Regions from separate parts of the Mus musculus genome. Here all the other regions are linked to region 3. Evidence: chromatin contacts called from public ChIA-PET data. All regions are on one chromosome and are shown on one strand. The core of a region is the stretch at or near the end of the contact, and the rest is flanking DNA. Distances in the headings are between cores, read along the strand shown. Region 1 overlaps Hlcs (holocarboxylase synthetase (biotin- [propriony-Coenzyme A-carboxylase (ATP-hydrolysing)] ligase)). Region 2 overlaps Hlcs (holocarboxylase synthetase (biotin- [propriony-Coenzyme A-carboxylase (ATP-hydrolysing)] ligase)). Region 3 overlaps Chaf1b (chromatin assembly factor 1, subunit B (p60)).

Evidence for each region. ChIA-PET counts read pairs in DNA pulled down with a chosen protein or histone mark.
Region 1: an RNA polymerase II ChIA-PET map of memory CD8 T cells shows a contact between it and region 3, with 18 read pairs. The contact joins two enhancer-like sites. A contact is called at or near these places in 2 of 115 datasets of contacts at active chromatin or transcription factors (memory CD8 T cells and pancreatic cancer cells) and 1 of 9 other capture datasets (embryonic stem cells).
Region 2: an RNA polymerase II ChIA-PET map of memory CD8 T cells shows a contact between it and region 3, with 6 read pairs. The contact joins two enhancer-like sites. A contact is called at or near these places in 5 of 115 datasets of contacts at active chromatin or transcription factors (the HPC-7 cell line, the NIH/3T3 cell line, embryonic stem cells and 2 more) and 1 of 9 other capture datasets (embryonic stem cells).

Annotation. Positions count from the first base shown.
Region 1 is chr16:94,184,319-94,188,438 of GRCm38.p6, reverse strand. The region is part of intron 6 of Hlcs (holocarboxylase synthetase (biotin- [propriony-Coenzyme A-carboxylase (ATP-hydrolysing)] ligase)); the gene reads left to right. Among named protein-coding and RNA genes, the nearest start is that of Sim2, 100 kb to the right of the region's middle. Within about 2 kb of position 2,863, at least 57 of the 459 cell types and tissues checked have an H3K27ac peak or open chromatin away from gene starts, as enhancers often do. A contact at or near this core is called in memory CD8 T cells, where this site is marked.
Region 2 is chr16:94,221,431-94,226,202 of GRCm38.p6, reverse strand. The region is part of intron 6 of Hlcs (holocarboxylase synthetase (biotin- [propriony-Coenzyme A-carboxylase (ATP-hydrolysing)] ligase)); the gene reads left to right. Among named protein-coding and RNA genes, the nearest start is that of Hlcs, 66 kb to the left of the region's middle. Within about 2 kb of position 3,307, at least 99 of the 459 cell types and tissues checked have an H3K27ac peak or open chromatin away from gene starts, as enhancers often do. A contact at or near this core is called in memory CD8 T cells, where this site is marked.
Region 3 is chr16:93,906,076-93,910,892 of GRCm38.p6, reverse strand. Chaf1b (chromatin assembly factor 1, subunit B (p60)) reads right to left here. Exons shown (of 14, transcript NM_028083.4): 14 at 4,787-4,817. Among named protein-coding and RNA genes, the nearest start is that of Gm31012, 21 kb to the left of the region's middle. Within about 2 kb of position 2,917, at least 63 of the 459 cell types and tissues checked have an H3K27ac peak or open chromatin away from gene starts, as enhancers often do. A contact at or near this core is called in memory CD8 T cells, where this site is marked.

The DNA.
Region 1 (4,120 bases), core at 1,614-4,113, 280 kb before region 3:
AGACATTTGTAATGTGCCACCTAGAGTTTCAGAGGGCCAGGGGAACTGCAACAGATGTCTCACTGAAGTGAGGAGGAGGGAGGGGAAGAGGGGATGAAGAAGAGGGAGGAGGAGGAAGAGGAGGAAGAAGGGGAGAAGGAGTTGGATGATGTCTAAGCTATGTCCACGTCAAGGTGAAGGACAAATATGTCAAGTTGCTAGGCCATAAAACCAGTAAGGTGCCAACTGGAGCGTGCTGAGTGAAGCGAGGTGAATTTTTAGAGCACCTTCCTTTTTTTTTGTTTTGTGTTGTTTGTTTTTTAAGTATCGCTCAGTTTTCCTTGATTAGCAGCATAAGCCGATCCCCGCCCACTTATCTCCCTCCTAGGGGTGGTATCGAGTTTTTAAACGGACATTCTGGCATTTTCTGAAGGCCGCGACCTCTGTTACACTTTTCCTTCCCGAGGAGATGAAAGGCGCGATCCTGGAGCCCGTGCTCACGGCCGGCTTACGTAAAAGGGATTTATGCAATCACATTTACAGATGGTCTTTTCTATTGATCACAACTTTTATGCAGGGGATCAATTTTAATCTACTTGGCATCTTTAATTGCTTATCCACTTAAAAAATTAACCCGGTGGATAGAAGGGCCTCTTCTAATGTGAATTGTTTTTGCTGTTCGTGAAAATACGGCATTATGTTATCTATTACAGTCAGGAGGAAGACTGCTGAATCTGCCGCTAACCTTTGGGGCAAAAAGGAAGAATGGAGGGAAGGCAGGTTTTGCCTGCACTTTCTCATACAGTTCCAGGGTGCTGATCCTGGCAGGAGTGAAGAATTCTCCAGCTTTCTCATGCAAGTTCCCAGTATCAGCGATACAAACAAGGATGATCTGTAGACAAGACATCCGATCCTGTTGTCAGGACCTCAAGTGTTGTCGCCGTGCCCTGGACTGGTAGATGCCCTAACTCAGTTCCTTCCTTTCCCGACTCCACATACACAAAGAGCTGGATGTCCCTTCTACAGACTACTACTACTACTACTATTATTATTATTATTATTATTATTTATTATTATAGTCAGGGTTTTTCTGTATAGCCCTGGCTATCCTGGAACTCACTCTGTAGACCAGGCTTGCCTCAAACTCAGAAATCCACCTGCCTCTACCCTCCAAGTGCTGGAATTAAAGGCATGTGCCAACACTGCCCGGCCAGACATTAATTCTTAAAGAAAGAATAGAGCCATGGAGGAGCAGACATAAGGTCCCCAGGAGCCGCTGCAGGAGGGAGCTTCTGCTGAGCCAGCTGTCTCTGTCTCTGTCTCCTCTCTCTCCTCTCTCTGTCTTTCTCTCTCTCTCTCCTGTCTCTCTGTCTGTCTCTCTCTCTCCTCTCTCTGTCTTTCTCTCTCTCTCTCGCTCTCTCTCCTCTCTCTGTCTTTGTCTCTCTCTCTCTCCTGTCTCTCCTGTCTCTCCTGTCTGTCTGTCTGTCTGTCTATCTCTCTCTCTTTCTCTACTGTCTGTCTGTCTGTCTGTCTGTCTGTCTCTCTCACCGTTGGGTGTGCACGTTTGGAGAGGAGTTGCTTCTTCTCCAAACAGACTCAGTCATAAGCTCCGGCCCTTCCCATCCGTCCTGTCAGCAGATGTCCTTGTTGCCTCTTGTCCTCTTGGCTCTGCCGTGCAGCCTGCGACCTTCCTTCAAGCACCTCTGTAACCCACCCCAGCCTTCTCTTGTTCCTCACTCCTCTGTGCTCAGGGCCGTCCAACCCTGGAATCCCAGTGTCTCCATCCTGCCCTTGGTCTTTCCTGAGTAAGCTCCAAACTTACTAGGAGGCAATGTGACAAACCCGCTTCCTTCCATGGCTGATTCACCGTGTGCAGGCGAGCTTTCTCACTGGTAAAAGGGGAGTGGTGATGCCGTATCTGTCACTCGTGGTGAGTGGACTGGTTCAGAACATGAACCGTCTGTTGATACGGCCACTCTAGAAAACGCTACAGGACATTAACGTTCATTGTGAGTTGGAAGTCAGCTCAGAAAGACCCCTTGTGGGCCCAGTAGTTAGGACAATCTCAGAAGAGTGGGATTTAATACAGGTGCCTGGGGATTTGGGAGGTCAGTGACCGGTGCTGACTCTATCATAGCCTCAGCAGCGGCCACTGCTCAGCAAGGAGACGTCCCCACTGGAACTGCTGGTCTCAAGACCTTCCCTTGCAGTTGAGACCCCACGACAGATCCCCACTGTGGCTGCACCTGCTCACAGCACCTAGGGAGCATGCGGCCAGGCCCTGGGCACTCTAGCTGCTCTGCGGTGCTGGGGACTGGACGTACAGAAGCCGAGCAGAACAGCAAGAGAGTCGCAGGAACGCACCTCCCGAGCCTCACCTGCAGGGCATCTGGGAATGCCCGTGTGCGTTTGTGCAGCATCGGAAAGCCAGGAAAACACCCCACAAGGAGTGTAGGAGACCTTAGGGTACCAGCACCCCTGATCTATTCCTGGGGTCATCTAAAAGAAGAAGGCTTTTCCTGAGAACAAACAGGATCAGTGGATGTGTTGTGGGCTGCTCCACTCGGCCTCCATGTCTCTCCACATCACTGGGTGCCTCCTTTCCTCCTTAGCCCCTCATCTCTGCTGCACAGCTCATCTCCAGAAATGCCCTACTGCCTCCCAGTGCCTCTGGAACCTTCGCTTTCATCCGCGGCCCGAATCCTGAGGTGCTTACCACTACCAGGCGCCACCGAGATAATCCATGGACGCTGGACCACATCCAAGCTCTGCCTGTGTTTTGAGAGCCCTTTCACACGGGCCCCGGAGATATATCAGTTCCTGTGCAGCGTCTTGCCTCTCAGAGGCGGCCTCCCTCCTTTCATCTCGTGCTCAGTGACTTCCTCTTCTGTGCTCTGCTCCATCCTCACCACACTGCCGTCATCATTGTCATCGTGGTCGCTGTGAAGGCTTAGTCCTCATCAGCCATCAGGTCACAGCTCCTGCCTCCCCTCCTTGGAGACAGAGTTGCTTACTTACACACCTTCCCGCTTACCTTCTAGTAGGCTATTTTGTTCTGGATTTTTAGTCATCTTGTAATAGGATTTATTTACTTGTCCCTTCGAAGTTAAAATTGATGGGTGGCGTAGACCTTTAGTATACGTAGGAAGAGAGAAAAGTCACTGGCCCACTGTAACGGAAAGAAGAGGAGATAACTAAGAAGACCTAACATCCCAAGGGACAGGGAAGGACAGCCATGCGACCATCAGAGAAGCTCCTCTTGTCGTGGGGGTGCCTCCGCCAGGCCTGTAAGAAAGAGAATGACCCAGAACAGGAGGAAGAGAGCCAACATCTCCTTCACTGTAAGCCTAAAAGATTATTTCACACAGTGCTTAAAAAAAATTTATGTAGGCTAGTCAGGAACTGTACCACAAAGCACACAGGTCGGAGCAAAGTCGTGGGCCGGATGGCTTTCTCCGTTTGTTGTTCTCACATTAAAATCGGTCCAGAGTGAAGCCAGGGCAATCCCCCTCATCTTTCTTTTCTTTTTAAAAGCCCACGTGGGCCTCTTATTCCTGGCATTAGGTGGAAGAGTCTCCTCCATCTCCAGATGTTTCTCCTCTGGTCTTTTGGGGAACGGTACCCCTCACTTTATGCCTTTCAGCTAGGGCTGCAGATGTTAGAGTTCCAGTTCCAACTGGATTGTATCCTTAGTAGTTCCTGGTTTGCTGTTTGCTGTCCAGAAACTACTGCATTACAGGTGTGATACCAAGTAGCTGAGAAGCAGTCAGGATCCATGGTTGTCCGGCAGGGCTAATCCTGCTTGTGGCTGGACAGGGTCCTCAGATTGGGAACAGCTTGGGGACTTCCTGGTAGAAGTGAGTCTACCTGGTGTATTGGAGTTGAGAAAGGAAGAAGGACGAACAGGGCACCTCTTACAAATCAAAACTGTGTATTGTGTGTGTGTTTGTGTGTGTACACGTGTGTGGGCACATGTGCATGACTGTGTGTGTGTGTACACGTGCATGTGTGTGAGCCCATGTGTGTGTCTGTGTGTGCATGTTCATGTGTGAATATGCACATGTGTGAGCAAATGTGTGTGTGTGTCTGTGTGGGTACATGCTCAAACTCATATACATAGACATTAGAACTAAACCAATCT
Region 2 (4,772 bases), core at 2,058-4,557, 310 kb before region 3:
TCAGGTAGTCTTTGCTGAAGCTGTGTGGTTGCCCTGGGTGCCTTGCTGCGGCACCGAGGCTCTGTAGCTGCACCCAAGGCGGATCTTGTGGGTTGTGTTGTTCTGGGATAATGGATAGGCCCAGCACATCCTCCATCAGGTTGCTCCCACTTTTTCTACGCAGGGCCCCTTTCCAACGGGGGATTTCAGTGCAGCCCCAGGTATTAAAGTATATCAATGTGAATTAAGCACTTACTAAGAATAAATCATAAAGCAAGTTGTCTAAAAACAGTTCCTTCGTGTGCATATAATTTTACTGTTGATTTAATGCAAAAGAAAACGTGCCCACTAATGAGAATCATAATAGGCTTATTTGGTTTTGCAAAAAAGACAGATTTTGGCTGAGTATTTGATACTGTAGGACATATTTTTCACAGTTGATTGATACTTTGATTCTCTAGTCATCAGTGCTGAGAACACTGTTTTGCTTAAATACAAAAAGACAGAGTTTGCTCAGGGCCAGTTCAGAGATGGCTGGAAGTTCTGTCCTAATTCCAGGTCGAAATTTACAGAGCAGTGTTTTCCAATGCAGCTCAACTCAAATAGAAAGTTTCGAACCAGGCATTCTAACACAATCAAAAGATAGACTAATCCGAGGCCTGCCAAGATGGCTCAGTGCGTGGCAGACGTGGCTTCCAAGTCTGACGACTGAATGCGATCCCGGCAGCCCTCATCCCAGGCGGAGAGCACTGGCTCCTTCATGATGTCCTCTAACTTCCACGTGCCCAGATGCCGCACAAACATGTGTGACAAATAGGTGAATGTAATATGTTAAAAAAATTTCTAACTTGATACTTGCCGAGATACAAGGATGGCAGGCAAATATAAAAAGTCTTGGTTTTCATAATTAATCTACTGAGTAGAAACGTCTGTATGTACCACTGCAGTTCATAATGTGCTATGTCAAATACAATATGCTAGCGTCAAAGCCGAGATGTGGCCAGTCTCTCTCTCTCTTGCAGTTACTGGAGTTCTGTGCTGTGGTGGTGTGCGTGCACATGGCGAAGAGGGTTGTATGTTCAGAACCATGTCCACTGTGACATTGAAGGGTGAACCAAGCTGAGTCCTGACAGAAACACCTTGGGCTCACTGAGTGTTTGATTCTGAGTTAATCTTGGGTTCATCATGTATTCAGAGACCTTTTATTGTTGCCAAATTTTGTGTGGCTTCAGTGTTTCCAGACACAGCTGAAGAGCTGTGTGTTAGACCGTTAGCCCCTAGCAAATGGGTAACTTTACACTACTTCCTTCTGTGCGTTGTATACTCGGTAATCATTTGCTTGGTTTTATTTAAAGCTCAGCCACTCAATTAATACCTTGTGAGCTCCAGCAGGACACAGGTACCAGTTAGTGGGGTGAGGTGCTTGTACCTAATTATCAGAACTGTATAAACCTGATGTGGCCTCACACACCTGTAACCACAGTGCAGGTAGTTCAGGATCACAGTTACATGGTGAGTTTAAGGCTAGCCTGTCTCATATGAAGCAAAGAAAGAAGTAAAAAGAAAGAAAAAAAAAAAGAGAGAGAGAGAAACAGCCAAGGGCTGGAGAGATGGCTCAGAGGTTAAGAGCACTGACTGCTCTTCCAGAGGTCCTGAGTTCAATTCCCAGCAACCACATGGTGGCTCACAACCATCTATAATGGGATCCGATGCCACCTTCTGGTGTGTCTGAAGACTGCGACAGTGTAATCACATGGAATAAATAAATCTTTAATAAAGAGAAACAGCCAATAAGGGAATCAATCTGGAGGACGTGGTTAAAACCTCATCCTTGTAGCTCACGCTCATCTTAGAGAAAGAAGCTATAGAGGCGGCTGCCATTTACAAGTGACCTGAACCCCTCTGGTGGCTGGAAGTGTTTTATCTGGAGTCTATAGGGTACAGACAAGTTAGCCCATAGTAACAGAGCCATGACCTGACCTGGGCCAACCCGGATATGCTCACTAGACATCTGGCTATGTCCTGGCAAGTCAGCCAGGGATGTTTGGCTACTGGGGCCCAGGCCAGATCTCATGACTTCCCATGAGTTGTGAAAATGTCAGGTTCGTCGGTGCCTGTTCATGCCACTAGGAAAGGTAGCTGTGTGCTCGGCCCTTTGCAGGGAGGGCATGTGGTGTGAAGGTGGAAGGTTGGTCGGCAGTCGTTTAATCTGTTTGTCTGTAACCAAGATGATCGCATTCCTTTCTTGGAGAGTACACACAGCCAGCCATTGATGTGGAAACTGAGAAAAAGCAAGACTCGGAATATTTAGAGTTTTTCTTTAATGCTTAACATGATTTCTGACCAGCATGAGATCCGGTTGTACTTCTGGTCCTAGGTGGACACATCACTGGGTGGCGAGCCTAAGACTACTCCCCGAGAAGGCTGTGAGCCTACAGCCAGGGGAGGCTGTGAGTAGGTCTACAGGTCTGGTGCAGTCAGACACATGTGATAAGAAAAACTTCTCAAACGTTGGTTTAGGGGTTAACACGAGTCCTAATTAGGAACAGTTTAGACAGGTTTAGAATGGCGTGTTCACGAGTGTGTTCTCGGAGGTGTGACCACTCACTCACCTGTGTCCACGTAGTATGGAGACAGAGGCTGAGCAGTGGGTGGGTTTACAAATGCATTGTATTAAAACCCTGTAAATGTGTAAAGAAAAAATAACTGTAATATCGTGTTGGGTAATGAAGCAGCTATTTCCCCTGTTTGTTAGGTCGCCTCTCCTCACTTCCTCTTTCCTGAGTTTGTTTTAAGGCTTATTTACAACCTTTGTTTTTCTTTCAAATAAAACACCTGTTTTGGAGCAAGAGCTTCATGGTTCTCACCTGCCCCTTACCAGGTTCTTATACGCGGGCACACCTCGGGGACAGAGAGGTCTGTTTCTGCATGGAGGGTATTCCGTCACTTGGAGAGCCCAAAGCCACATACTTTCTGCGTTGCACAAGAAGTCATTCATCATTTTCAGTTTAGACAAAATGCTAACACTCCCCGAAGAGTATTCAAATTAGCAAGGAGAAGGGTGAGGTCAGTGGCTGGTAGAGGAGCTTCTCCTAGGCCGTGGGAAGGGCATGGGGAGCAGGAAGAGTCCAGAGAGGATGGGAGCCTAGTCCTGCCTGTGGGTTCCAGAGGTCACCGGAATGGTAATGGAGTTTTCACAGTTTGGAGCTGGAGAATGTGTGTGTATGTGTGCAGCGTTTACCCAAAACCGAAAGTGCCTGGTGGGGCAGGTGGCCATGTTAACAGCCTGGAAACCTTGGGCTACTTTTAACAGCCTGGGGTGCAAAGTGACTCTCTCAGCCTGTCTGGGCCAGCTTCCTTGTTTGTAAGGTGAGAGGGCTATGCTGTATCTGTGGCTTAAGAATGTCTAATATTGCAATTCTTTCTTTTTATTCTTTTCTCATATATCACATCCCAACCACAGTTCTCCCTCCCACCCCATGCCTCCCCGTCTCTTCCTCCCCACCTCTGCCTCTCCTCAGAAAAGATCAGGTCTCCCAGGGACATCAACCCACCAGAGTCATTACAGTAAGACCTAGCACATATCATTACGTCTAGGCTGGACAAGGCAGCCAGTAGGAGGAAAAGGGTCCTACAAGTAGGCAAAAGAGTCAGGGACAGCCCCACCCCCACTGTTAGGAGCTTATTTTGTTTGTTTTTTTGTTTTTTGTTTTGTTTTTGTTTTTTGTTTTTGTTTTTCGAGACAGGGTTTCTCTGTGTAGCCCTGGCTGTCCTGGAATTCACTTTGTCGACCAGGCTGGCCTCGAACTCAGAAATCCGCCTGCCTCTGCCTCCCGAGTGCTGGGAAGGAGCTTATTTTTTTAAGTAATAAACTCCTTCTCAAATGAGGTAAATACAGGAATCTACATACAAGTAGCCACAGGGGCTTTCCCAGCCTTAGGGCTTGCATGGAGGCTGGACAGGAAGGTACCTGAAGTCCTTCAGGCTGGGATACTCCCTTGCTGGCTGACTTCTTTTATTTTGAGCTCTCACGTTCTCTCCTTTAAGCCCTTTATGCCTCCTGGAGGTGCTGTTCAGTCGGAAGGTAAACTCGCTTTTCCCTGCGGATGTTCCATGCCACGGGAGAGTCTTATTCACAGCACACGGTGTCATGCGAAGTTCTCGACTTCTCCAGGGTTGCCCTAGGGACGGATGGCCAGAACTCCCTCTGGCACCCAGGGAAATCTGCGTGGGCCCCGTGGCCCTCTCATACTAAGTAGCCACTGTCGTGGGTGGAAGTGGGGAGCAGTTGTCTGGGTGAATGTTTAAATGCTTCCCCTGGAAGGAACTGTGTCCTGGGGTCACTTCCAAGCCAAACAGCCAGACTTTGGGGGAGCTGGGATGGCCCAGTGTGGTAGTACCCACCTGCCATCTCAGCTTTTGGGAGGCAGAGGCTGGAAGATTGGGAACCCAAGGCTGTCTTCAAGTGTGTAGTAGATTCCAAGACCAGCTTGGAATATGTGAAGCCCTGTCTGAATACTGGTTAAATAACTGGTTGGCTGTTTAAGTCAGTAACTCCATGGACTGCAGAGGAGTTGGTGGCACTGCAGTAAGAACTCAGCTGCCCTGGGAGCCGCCCCGGCCCACAGAGCCATCTGGAGGCTTGAGAGGCCCAGGACGGTGGAGGGAGGGGAAAGTTCAGCAGAGGGGGAGGACGCTGTCTCAGGTGAGGTCTTACTAACATTTTAGACCTTAGAGTTCCTTCCAAGCTTGTTTGGCTGGTCAGCAGGTAACACCTAGGCTCTGCCTGGCCC
Region 3 (4,817 bases), core at 1,668-4,167:
GTAAAAACCCATTTGCTCAGCACTTACTAGGATCAATGTAAGCGGAAAAGAAGGCCTCTGTTGCCACAGGCTACCCCATTGGCTGGGCACCAGGTAAGGTCCAACCTGAAGCAGAGGGAAGGAATCAGTCAACCTACAGCTACTATTAAAGATTTATTTTATTTTTAGGTTTGTGTGTGTGTGTGTGTGTGTGTGTGTGTACAGAGCAGCTGGGAACAGAGGGGGCATCAGATCCCCCAGAGCTGGAATTACACAAGATTGTGAGCTGTCCAGTGTGGGTGCTAGCAATGGAATCCAGGCCCTCTGTAAGAGCAATGCTCGTTCTTACCCACTAAGCCTTCCCTCTCATTCCCAAATGTCCACAAATTCTAGGAAGTACAACAGAAACTACAAGCACAACCTGAAATAATAATAATAATAAAACTAATAATACTGAAGAGGAAAAAAAAACAAATTAATGTTCAGCCTGTTGGAAATGTAAAAACAAAATTCTTCCCCCTCCTCTTATTTTTATTTTTAATTTATTTATTTTTGGTGTTTCGAGACAGGGTTTCTCTGTATAGCCCTGGCTGTCCTGGAACTCACTTTGTAGACCAGGCTGGCCTCGAACTCAGAAATCCACCTGCCTCTGCCTCCCTAAAGGTGTGTGCCACCACACCCGGCTCCCCCCTCTTATTTTAAAGAGAAAAACTACAGCAACAGTCTATTTAGGAAGTTACACTGGGAAGGTTACTGTGTCAAAACCCTGCTGGATGGGGGCCAAGGCTGAGGCAAACATGAACCCTCTCTGCAAATGCCTCCCAGACTACAAACCAAGTACCTTGGGAGGGAAACAGAAAAGTCCACACATGACCAGGAAACTGGACGGAAAGGTGGCTGATGAGCCCAAGATTTATCACTCTCTGAAGGACAAGGTAGACAGTAAGAGGAAGGAGCAGAGAGGAGCAGAGATACAGAGGGTTGAAAGTGAAGGCCAGTGAGCCGGCTCAATCGGTATAGAGGTCTGCTGCCAAGCCCAAAGACGGGAGTTCGATCCCCGGGACCAGAGTGGTGGAAAGGGAGAACCAACTCTTACAGGTTGTCCTCTGACCTCCACACGCACACTGTGGCACATGAATGCCCACACATACAGGTGCACACACATTTAAAAACAAAAAAACGAAAGAAAAATGTACCCTAAATGTTTAATTTAAAAGCATCATCAGAAGGGCATCTGGGTGACAGCTGGTCGGAGGCCTTGGTGCCCACCCTGGGCAGACCTCATGCGGATGGTGCAATTCATGGTCACTGAATGCTTTCTCAGGGAAAGGGTTAAAGTGAAAGCAGACTCGCTTGCTGTAGAACATAACTCGGGCAACTGACCGATGGACAGGGAGAGGCACGGCTGGGAACCTGGTCCTCTCCACTGCTTGTTCATTTGTGTTTGTATTGTTTTCATCCGTGGGATCCAGGGAGGTGCTGAGGATCAAACTCAGGTCGGCGGGGTTGGGGTAACCCATTGAGCCTTCTCTCTTGACCCCCTTTTTCTCCTTTTGATTCAGTTCAAGACCCCAAGCCCACAGAATGGTGTTGCCCATGTTAGGGGGCCCTTTCCCACCTCAATAAATGGAATTCCCCCAAGCCCCTCACAGACACGCCAAAGGTTTGTGTCCAAGATCCTGTCAAGTAACAATCAACATCGGGCTGGCGAGATGGCTCCGCGGGTAAGAGCACTGACTGCTCTTCTGAAGGTCCTGAGTTCAAATCCCAGCAACCACATGGTGGCTCACAACCCTCCGTAATGAGATCTGACGCCCTCTTCTGGTGTGTCCGAAGTCAGATCTCATTAGGGACTGTAGCAGTGTACTTAGATATAATAATAATAAATAAATCTTAAAAAACAACAAAAAAAATCAATATAACCACCATAGAAGGGCTTAAAAAAATGGCGTCTTGCCCGGCACTGTGGAACACGTTGTTAATACCACCGCTCAAGAGGCAGAAGCGGGGGGGGGGGGGTCTTTGTCAGTTCAAGGACAACTGGGATGACATAGAAATATCCCACCTCAAAAAAACCTCCAATAATAATAATAAACCATAATAATAATAAAACCATAATAATAATACAAAGATTAAAAATGGCTTCTTTGCTGTCTTCTTTCAACTAGGGAAGCTGGCAGAAGCCCATGGGACATTAGGAGCTCTTATAACGCTTTTGTCTGAACTGTTGTTGAAAGCTCTGTGATTTTAAAAATAAACTCATCTTTTTTTATCGGGCATATTTATACATGACCTATGTCCTGATATTTTATTAAAACTTACATCGGCATTTCTAACAGATTGGTGTGATTTGGGGGGGGGGGTACATTTGTAAGTACATGTGTGCAAGAAGAGAGGGAGGACCCAGCTCTGGCTGGAGAAATAAAAGGAGACCCTGGGAACGCAGAGGCCCCAGGAGTAAGTTCTCAGACTGCTGTGGAAACCACATACCCAGCTGTGACTTAGGCTGAGCCAACCAGAAAGGTGTGACATTGAGCACTGAGCAGCCAGCTGCACCTCACCTCTCTGTGCCCCTGTGCGGGCTGGGTTTATGTCAACTTGACAAGAGTCATCTAAGAGGAGCAAGCCTCAATTTTAAAAATGTCTCCATGAAGCCGGGCGTGGTGGCACACGCCTTTAATCCCAGCACTCGGGAGGCAGAGGCAGGCGGATTTCTGAGTTCGAGGCCAGCCTGGTCTACAAAGTGAGTGCCAGGACAGCCAGGGCTACACAGAGAAAACCTGTCTCGGAAAACAAACAAACAAACAAACAAACAAACAAAAAATGCCTCCATGAGATCCAGCTGTAGGGCATCTTTTTAGTGAGCAATGCAGGTGGGCCCAGCTCTTTGTGGGTGATGTCACGTGCCCTCCCCCAACCTTGAGTGGGCTGATTCAGACCTTGTGTTTGCCACAGCCGGGGTGGAGTCTTCCGACCTAGCTAAAGTCTATTGTCTGCCACACCTGCAGCTTCCTGCAAGAAGCCACTACCTGCAGAGCAGCCTCAGCTGGCTGCCCTGCCGAGATCCTGACAAGGGAACAAGATCCTGGCATATGGGGGATGGGTTTCCCCCCTTTTTGAGTTCAGACTCAAAAGTAAATATTGAGCCTTGATCAGAGAACTTTGTCTCGCTGTCCTTCCCATCCATCCACAGCTTTCCTTTTAGGAACCCAGGAGCCCGTGGCCACTGGCGGCTACAATGCCATCCCTGGGCTGGTGTTCCTGGGTTTTATAAAAAAGCAAGCTGAGCAAGCTAGGAAACAGCACCCCTCCATAGCCGGCCTCCAGGCTCCTCCTCCCTGAGAGAAGAACAAATGGGCCTCTCCTGGCTCCATGGTGTCTCTTGGGCTGCAGAGACAGTTCCCTCCACCCAGGATGGGGAGCTGGAAAGTCTGAAGGTCCCCTCTCCCCAAGGATGTTTAGCCTGGAAAAAAAGGCCAATAGAAGTGCAGGCAGCTGCGAGGGGCTGCGGAGGGAAGGGCCTGCTGTGTGAGAATCAGCAGCAGGCACAGATTGACCTACAAGTGCTTTGGGTCGTATGTATGCTCCAAGGGGCATCGGGATGTGGGGATTCTACTCAAGGTGACCCAGGAGGCCAACCAGCCGGACTCAGGCTACCATCTGCTCTCTGGTCCAGGCTGGTTTACCTCACTGAACCTCGCGCACTTGCTCAGTTCCCAGCACTGGCCCGAGTTGGTAGCTAATTTGGGAGGTTGAGTTGGAGAGTTTTTAGATGCAATTAAGGGTTAAATCCCTGGAGGTTAATGGTACCCACTGCCTCTGCAGAGGGTCCCAAGTTTAGTTCCCAGTTTCCCCCAAGGCAGCTCATCACCACCTGTAATTCCTGTTCCAGGAGATCAGACACCCTTTTCTAGCCTTCCTGGGCACCCATGTGATCCACATACATACATGCAGGCAAAACACTCATGCATAGCAAATATTCTTAAATTTTAAAATTCCTCAAGTCTGAGCAAGCCATCTGGTGCAAGCAAGCATGGCGCTTTGGAACTGCTCCAGCTGCTGAGGGCTGAATTCACCCCTCCCCAGCCCCCGTCCAGGCAGGAGCAGAGCCTGCAGCAGCCGCCTGTTCACTACCAACCTACCCAGGTCTGTGTACACCCTTATCAACAGTTCTGTGGAGTCCCTCGGGTAGTTACATCTGGATGTGTTATGGAGTTACGGAGGCCAAAGATCCCACTTGCCCTTCAGTGGGGTGTCCTCCAGTTACCGCGCAGCTCCCCTAAGGGTAGCAAGCTCTCAATGCTGGTTGCCCTGAAGAGTGTGCTGTGCCTGGCTCACCCACAGTACCTGACTCTGAACGAGTGAAACACAAATCCACACAGGAACTGATGTTATCTTGTTTTCTGAGCCCATCCCACTGTGATCCAAAGGTGCTGCCACCAGATCCACAACTCTAGACAAGGGCAGGCTCAGACGGAGGGTCAAGCAAGGCAGCCAACCATCAAGCCCTCTGAGCGGAGTCAGTGGGCACAGTGACCTCCAGTGGCCATTGGAAGCACTGCATGCTCTCACTTGAATTTCTCATTTGTAGGACAGATGGCCCCTGTCTTCTCCTAGCCCTCCTCTCTACCAAGAGTGTAAAGTCTGTCAAGTGAAGGGATTAGGGTGCAGAGCAGGTTTCCCAGTCTCAGAAACTCATCCAAAAGAGGCCTTTGCCTAGCATAATACGCAGAGACCCATGGGAAGGGGTGACTGAACAAGGGCATGCAGGCTGCTACAGCGAAGTCAGCACACACACTTTTTCTATGTGAACCAATTCATGAGTGTTTATTTGGCCA